2 separate regions of the Mus musculus genome follow, and region 1 is linked to region 2. Evidence: chromatin contacts called from public capture Hi-C data. All regions are on one chromosome and are shown on one strand. Each heading gives the region's core, a stretch centred on a gene start, on an enhancer-like site or on the middle of the called end of the contact. The rest is flanking DNA. Distances are from core to core; before and after follow the strand shown.

Region 1 (3,685 bases), core at 467-2,966, 830 kb before region 2:
GCATATAAAGTTTGCAAGTCCAATGGGCCTCTCTTTGCAGTGATGGCCGACTAGGCCATCTTTTGATATATATGCAGCTAGAGTCAAGAGCTCCGGGGTACTGGTTAGTTCATAATGTTGTTCCACCTATAGGGTTGCATTTCCCTTTAGCTCCTTGGATACTTTCTCTAGCTCCTCCATTGGGGGCCGTGTGATCCATCCAATAGCTGACTGTGAGCATCTACTTTTGTGTTTGCTAGGTCCCGGCATTGTCTCACAAGAGACAGCTCTATCTGGGTCCTTTCAGCAAAATCTTGCTAGTGTATGCAATGGTGTCAGCGTTTGGAAGCTGATTATGGGATGGATCCCTGGATATGGTCCATCCTTTCTTCACAGCTCCAAACTTTATCTCTGTAACTCTTTCCATGGGTGTTTTGTTCCCAATTCTATGAAGGGGCACAGTGTCCACACTTTGGTCTTCGTTCTTCTTGAGTTTCATGCGTTTAGCAAATTGTATCTTATATCTTGGGTGTCCTAAGTTTCTGGGCTAATATCCACTTATCAGTGAGTACATATTGTGTGAGTTCCTTTGTGATTGTGTTACCTCACTCAGGATGATGCCCTCCAGGTCCATCCATTTACCTAGGAATTTCATAAATTCATTCCTTTTAATAGCTGAGTAGTACTCCATTGTGTAAATGTACCACATTTTCTGTATCCATTCCTCTGCTGAGGGGCATCTGGGTTCTTTCCAGCTTCTGGCTATTATAAGGTCACTGAGCTTTTTTTTTTTTTTTAATAATTTCTTTATTATTGTACACTGTAGCTGTCTTCAGACGCACCAGAAGAGGGCGTCAGATCTCATTCCAGGTGGTTGTGAGCCACCATGTGGTTGCTGGGATTTGAACTCAGGACCTTTGGTAGAGCAATCAGTGCTTTGACCCGCTGAGCCATCTCGACAGCCCAGGTCACTGAGCTTTTAAGGGAAGAGGTTTGACATAGATGTCTCATTTAAAGCCGAGAATTCAACAGGTATTCATTCTCTGCATGTTGACTGGTTGTGGGTCTCTGTCTTAATCACCAGCTATGCCTAAACTAAGCCTCTTTGGTGGGCATTGAGAACTACATTAATCTGTGGGTATAAGATAAGAATTTAGGGAAGCGCAATTTATGACTTTGTCTATTTAACAGAGTGACTCTCAACTTTCGTAATGCTTTGAACCTTTAATACAGTTCTTCATGTTGACCCTGCCCCCCACACCATAAAAATTTTCATTGCTACTCTATAACTGTAGCTTTGCTATTGTTGTGAATTGTAACGTAAATATCTGATATGCAGGATGGTCTTAGATGACCACCATGAAAGGGTTGTATAGCCTGTGGAGTCTTGGAGGGAGGTGCTGTCCCTTCAGTGGTCTCAGAGATACTCTTAGTGTCTCGATAACCTAAAATAAAATCTTAGGAATTTTATAAATATAACCCAATGATTTAGTGTCTAGTAAGAAAGTTTTCTGAAAGATGGTCTGAAAGTTTTCAGAACGATTATTTTTGAAATGACCATGTTACACTTTCTCAGAGTCGGTGGCCTTTGCATGTCTAAGTTCCTCTTAGCAGTGTCAGCAGCTGGGCCTTGCTTCAGGAGCAAATAGGGATGCTATTGTGGGTGAAACCAGTCACCTGGTCCTACCTTGCCTCCCACGACCTGGGGACAGGGCTTGTGAAATCTCCTAAGAGCTGTGACACAGGAGATCCCCAGAGGAGCTCATTACCTGGAAAGGGAACTTCACGGTGGTTTTTGCACAAACTCAGATCAGCTAATGAAAAGCGGAAGGAAGAGTCAGTCAGCCAAGAACAAGAAGACGGGAGACAGAGCACCTGCGGGAGACGTAAGAAAAGATTTCCTTTAAAATAGGTCTTAAAGATAAATAGCCACAGGCATTTCTCTCTGTGGCTATATACTTCAGCAACTATAAAGAAATATCCTGCTAGTTTGGGCTTTTAGAAAATGTGCGCGCGGATAGCCGTGTCACCTGGCCACCTTGCTGAGTTTCCCCCATTAGGCTCTCTCAGCCTCTCAATACAGGTCCCCTTTGTGTGATGATGGCCTGTTGCCATGGTACCACTAAGCCAGCTTTCCTGAAGATGGACCTGCTAATAGGCTTTTCTGTTCTCAATTTCAGGAAGGGAGTGGAGAGAGGGAAGGAAATCTAATCATTCCAATTTATCTAATGAGTTCCTTGAAGGACTGTGAAAGATTGGCTATTTGTACATCGAGGTGTTGAGACAATTCCCTAATATATATTGTGCTCAAACATTTTTTTAATTGAAAAAAAATGTTCACTTTGAACTTTCCAATCTGTGTTGTCATACTGCAGTTTGTTTTATGAGATGTCAACTTTTTTTTTTTTTTTTTTTTTAACCACGAACGCTGCCTTGTAGGCTGGACTTAAGTCACTTAAAATTACATTTAGTGTGTGTGTGTGTGTGTGTGTGTGTGTGTGTGTGTGTGTGTGTGTGTGTGTGTGTTGTGTGCACACTTAACCATGGTGGGATCATGGAGGGCAGTTTTGGAGTCAATTCTTTTCTTCCACCATTTGGTTCCAGAGGATTGAATTCAGGTGGGCAGGCTTGGTGCAAACACCTCACCTGTCCCACATTTACCTGCCTATTGGGTGGAGTATGGTCTGCAGATGCAGCATTGTGCCTTACAGAGCATCACATTAGAGTGAAAGAAGGCTTTTTACAAAGAAAGGTGCTCTCTTCTCATTAGTGTAAGATGCTTTGCGTGTCTCAACTCCTTGAAGGATTGATTGGTGACCATCCTGGTTATTACTCTCAGCGTTGCTTAGCTTTTAAAACTGGTTTGCTGGTAATTTTAGTAGAGTGCTTATTATTTTAATAAATAGGAGATAAAAAAAACCTTAAGAGTAAGGACCACCTCACTAGTTACTTTCTTTATTATATAAATTTTATTATTTAATTAAAGTTTAAAAGTCAGATTGATTAAGATTAATTAATTTAAAAAATATATATGTATATGTATATGTATATGTATATATATGTGTGTGTGTGTGTGTGTGTATTTATATTTACCCTCCCCATCTCTAGTCTAAATGTAAAGCAACGATATTTAAGTCGATAGTGGACTTTAGCTACTCACAATCTTCACAGATGGAGATTTCTTTGTTAGTGGAACAGGAGAAGTATGTCTCGCTGCCTGGCATCACCTGAAGTTACCGATGCTTTGTTGCTATCCATCCAGAAACATCTTCGTCTGTGTACCGCCACTGTCCAGTGTGGGACGGGCAGGAGCAGACTTAGTTTGGGAGTTAATGATGTACCCTTCCCCTAAAATCTGACTACGGAGCAGCTGTCTTTCCTGACTTCAGTCTCTGGTTGTTTAAATACACTTCTATCATACGGTGTCTTGGGTCTTTCTGTCGTCCTTAATATGGACATCACTGAGAAACTGGAAAGGAAATAAGATGTCTTTGAAGCTCCTCAAGCCGCAGAGCTGTCAGTCATTTGCAGGAACGACATAGCAATCTAAAGGACATTGCTATTTTGAATTTCCTAAATCTCTTCAGAGATTCAGGCATGTCTGTTTCCAGGGTCATATCATTTCTGTTCTGCTTGTCTCCCCTGTTGCTTAGGAATAAGCGCTGGAGGACTCCTGGGAAGGCTCTCCCAGATAAAAGCAGATTTA
Region 2 (3,903 bases), core at 175-2,674:
TCCTACATAATCCTCCTCCTGCCCCACTCCCCTCTTCCACGCAGTTCCCTCCTTCCATAGACTTCCAATATCTATTTGTTCTATTTGGTTTCTCCTTCTGAGACTGACTCCCTGAACTCTCCTGTTCTTTGGCTTCTTTGGGTCTGTGGATTGTAGCATGGTTATCTGTACTTTATGGCTAATATCCACTTATAAGTGACTACATACTATGCATGTCCTTTTCGGTCTGGGTTACTTCACTCAGGGAGATATTTTCTAGTTCCATCCATTTGCCTGCGAAATTCAGGATGTTTTTAATGGCTGAGCAGTATTCCATCGTGTAGACAGACCACATTTGAGATTGAGGGACCCGAAGAGGACAGGGACCCCACAGGAAGACCAACAGAGTGTCATCTAACCTGGACTCTTGGAATCTCCCAGAGAATGAATCACTAACCTGGGTGAGCACGGCTTGACCTAGGCTCTCTGCACATGTGTAGCAGATGAGCAGTTTGTTCTTCCTGCAGGTCCCTCAGACAAGGAGAACAGGGGCTATCCTAGTCTGTTTGTTGCCTACCAGCCTGCCTGTGGATCCCACACCCTTAAATGGACAGCCTTGTCTGGCCTCCATAGGAGAGGATATGCCTAGTCCTGCAGCAACTTAATGTTCAGCGTGGGTAGGGTAGTGGTGGGATGACAGCAGTGTGGCCTGACACCCAGAAGGGGGCTTCCCCTCTCAGGGGAATGGGGAGAGGACTTACTTGAGGGGAGGGGGGCACTGGGAGGAGAGGAAGAGCTGATATTTGGGTTGTAAAGTGAATAAATACATTTAATTAAACAAATCAAATTTCAGTCTCTGCTTCTTCCATTGTTCCCAGGAGAGAGCTGCTTGTATTGCTGACATCCCTGTTTTCAACTCTGTCCTTTCCTTCCAAGTAAATCAAGACAGTCGAAAATCCATACCCAAGCTGCTGGTTTTTGAAATTCTTTCTTTCAACTACCTTTCAATCTCTGTCTTTTCCAAACCAGCCAGGGGGCCTGCCCTGCGGGCTGTGGGCTACGGGCTGCGGGTCAGCCCTGCTCCAAAGCTTGGGGCTCCAGAGTGCATCCTGGAGCCCAAGAGCCAGGCGGAAAGCACCCCTGTCCAGCTCAAAGGTCCACCTTCTTCCCAGGTGTGCTTGGCTTTTCCGGGTCCCTGCTCGCAGCGCGCAGGTGTCCAGACTTGCTCCAGCGTCCCAGCCCGGCGGGCGAGGAGGAAAAGAAAGAGTGCTGTGTGCAGGGCTGGGATTTTGAGTTCAGACAGGGCGCTGGGCCGTGTGTGCTACTCTGTGTAGAGAATCGGGACCTGTTGCAACTCGCCGCCCCCTGGTGACACGCTCGGCACCGCCCGGGAGGTGCGGCCAGCTCCCGCCCGCCGCCCGCGCAGGTGCGCCTCCCTCCTCCCAGCTTCCTGGGCGCCACCTTCGCAGCGGCGGCGGCGGCAGCAGTGGCGGCGGGTGAGTGGAGCACGGGGACCGGACGGGGCCTGCAGAGTGCGGGGCTGCGCTCCAGGACTCTTCCTTGGACTTGGGGAGAGGGAGTTACAAAGTTTTGAAAGTGATGTCTCTGACTTTGGAGGTGCGGTCTAGAGAACAGGCGCCGCCCCCCCCAGGATCGCTTGATGAATTTCCTGCTGGCGAGAAGGACCCTCAGAGAAGATTAGGTGGAAGAGGGTCTGGGGAGAGCGAGGGAAGAGGGTGGAAATGGACGGGTCTGGGTTACCAGGAAGCCCAGAGCTCGGCTGCAGAGAGAGCTCAAAGACCAAGCAGAAGTTGAAGAGGAAGAGTTTTTCTATGATCCACTTTCTCTCTGCTGGATGATTAATTACAGTTGGGGTGCCTTGGGTCTGTGACCTCACTGAGCTCTCCAGATGGTTCTGATCCCTTGGGAATCCGCCCCTGTAGGTTGTGACCTTAAGCACAGAGGTGGCTTCTGGAAGGGTCTTGGAGACTTCAAGCCTGTTCTGTCTGATGGGTTTCCTGTGAGCGAGGGAGCGGAGAGCTTGTGTTTACTGCTGGGATCATGAGTGTGTAAAAAGACAATAGTGCTTTTTAGGACAGATGGGAGGTTATGGGAATGCCGGCGGCCCTTTGGCTATGGTTAGTGTGATAAGGCTACAGATTACAAGGTCTCTCTGATCTAGAGGTGGAGACTAAATAAATACATATCAAGAGACAAGAAGACATGCTGGTTGCAAGCAGTTGAAGCGAGATTATAATTTCCCACAGTCCATTTTCAGACTCAACCTCCTAAATCCAGGTTACTGGCAGGCACCTCCCTTCTTTCCCTTTCTCATCCCAACAAGCCCAAGGGCCCAAGGACATCTGACTGATGCTGAATCAGAGCTGACAAGCCACAGGGAAAGGAGGAAGATGATGAGAGGAGCTTAGGAGAGAAAACAGCTTGGAGTTTTCCAAAGTAAAGAACCAATGATGATTGCAAAGTGGGGCGGAGATCTGTCAGTCTTCTACTTACTGTCACTCTTAGTTCCAAGCACAGTAGCTAGCTGTCCCTACACCATCAGATTGCTAATTCCACCCCTTTGCTTTTGGGACTGGGACATTAGGGATGTATGCTTCTACCAAGGGTGTTTGGTGCAGCCTGCAGAGCCTGCCTGAGGGGATGGGTGGATCTCCTTTTTAAGCCTGGCAGGTGGAGACTGCAGCTGCTCAGAATTTACTGTGGGAAGTAGCTCAGTTGAAGAGTTGGTGAAAGGGATTGCACAGATGCAGAGACAAACCACACCCCTGGTGCTGACTCAGTGATGTCTCTGCGATTATGCTTTTGAGTTTACTTCTTAACTGGCAACATTCTTGGGGTGGAATAAGTAATCTATGTACATATGTATAACGATTAATTGTTAATTGTAATTATTTTAAAATATAATTACAATAATTAATTATTAGCTAATTATCTGTTGGTCGCTTCCTGTAGTTGTCACACATGCCTTACAGTGTATAGTCATGCTTGTTTATTGAGAATATTTTTTAAAAGATATTTTAAAAGATTATATTTATATTATCGTGTGTGTGTGTGTGTGTGTGTGTGTGTGTGTTATAAAGGGTATGGAGGGAAGACGACAGCAGCTCTGGGAGGTAGTTCCCCTCCCACTGTGGAATCCTGAATTAACCCAGGTAGTCAGACTTGTACCACAAGGCATTTGCTGGCAAAGACATCTCAAGGCCCTTATTAGTATTTTCTTAAGTTGACTATTTCACTCTCCAGCCCTCCCTTACATACACCCCATTCAGTTAGACTGAATCATAACAAGTTTATAACACGTAACATTGTTTACATTGGCCTCCAGAATACTGTGGTGAACCTGTGGTCTCATTAAAGCAGAGGTCGCCGATAATCATAGTCCCGGTTGTAGGATGTTCTTCAGAAAGGGACCACTTAGTTTAATTTGACTAATTATTTGCAAAGTGACAAGTTATCCTTGTCTAGCTAGTTAGGTGAGTATGCTTGTTTGCCCCCTTTGTAGCTTGTAGTTGTTAGTGTCTACAAATAATATCTCTTAAATACAATGTCATTGATAGAAAAGTACAGTGAAATGTACTTTTGTTCATGTAAGTTCAACTCTGTGAGTTGTATTTTTATGCTTTGTTGGTGAACATATCATTTGCGGATCAGAATATATCCTCCTCTTATCAAACAGTTCTAAACAGAAAACAAGGCTTAAATATCCACAGGATTAAAGTTTCCTACAGATATCACTAAAGTCACGTTAAAATCAAAGTCAACTTTTTTTGAGAGAGAGATTGATTGTATTAGAGTGTCAGAGGGAATGGAGGCAATGCCCTTCTTTATGAGAAGATGGGCTCTGAGTGAAGTGTCCCAGCCCCCACTAGTGGGGCACAGTACTACCAGTCATGGTCAGGCTGA

What was found. Capture Hi-C pulls out chosen DNA fragments and counts their contacts.
Region 1: a capture Hi-C map of embryonic stem cells shows a contact between it and region 2, with 4 times the contacts expected there. The contact joins the promoter of 5730403I07Rik here to the promoter of Fam83b in region 2. A contact is called at or near these places in 1 of 39 promoter capture datasets (embryonic stem cells), 1 of 115 datasets of contacts at active chromatin or transcription factors (embryonic midbrain) and 1 of 9 other capture datasets (embryonic stem cells).

Annotation. Positions count from the first base shown.
Region 1 is chr9:77,397,447-77,401,131 of GRCm38.p6, reverse strand. It overlaps 5730403I07Rik (RIKEN cDNA 5730403I07 gene), which reads left to right and starts at 1,716. Exons shown (of 4, transcript NR_040378.1): 1 at 1,716-1,865.
Region 2 is chr9:76,564,636-76,568,538 of GRCm38.p6, reverse strand. Fam83b (family with sequence similarity 83, member B) reads left to right here and starts at 1,424. Exons shown (of 5, transcript NM_001045518.2): 1 at 1,424-1,475.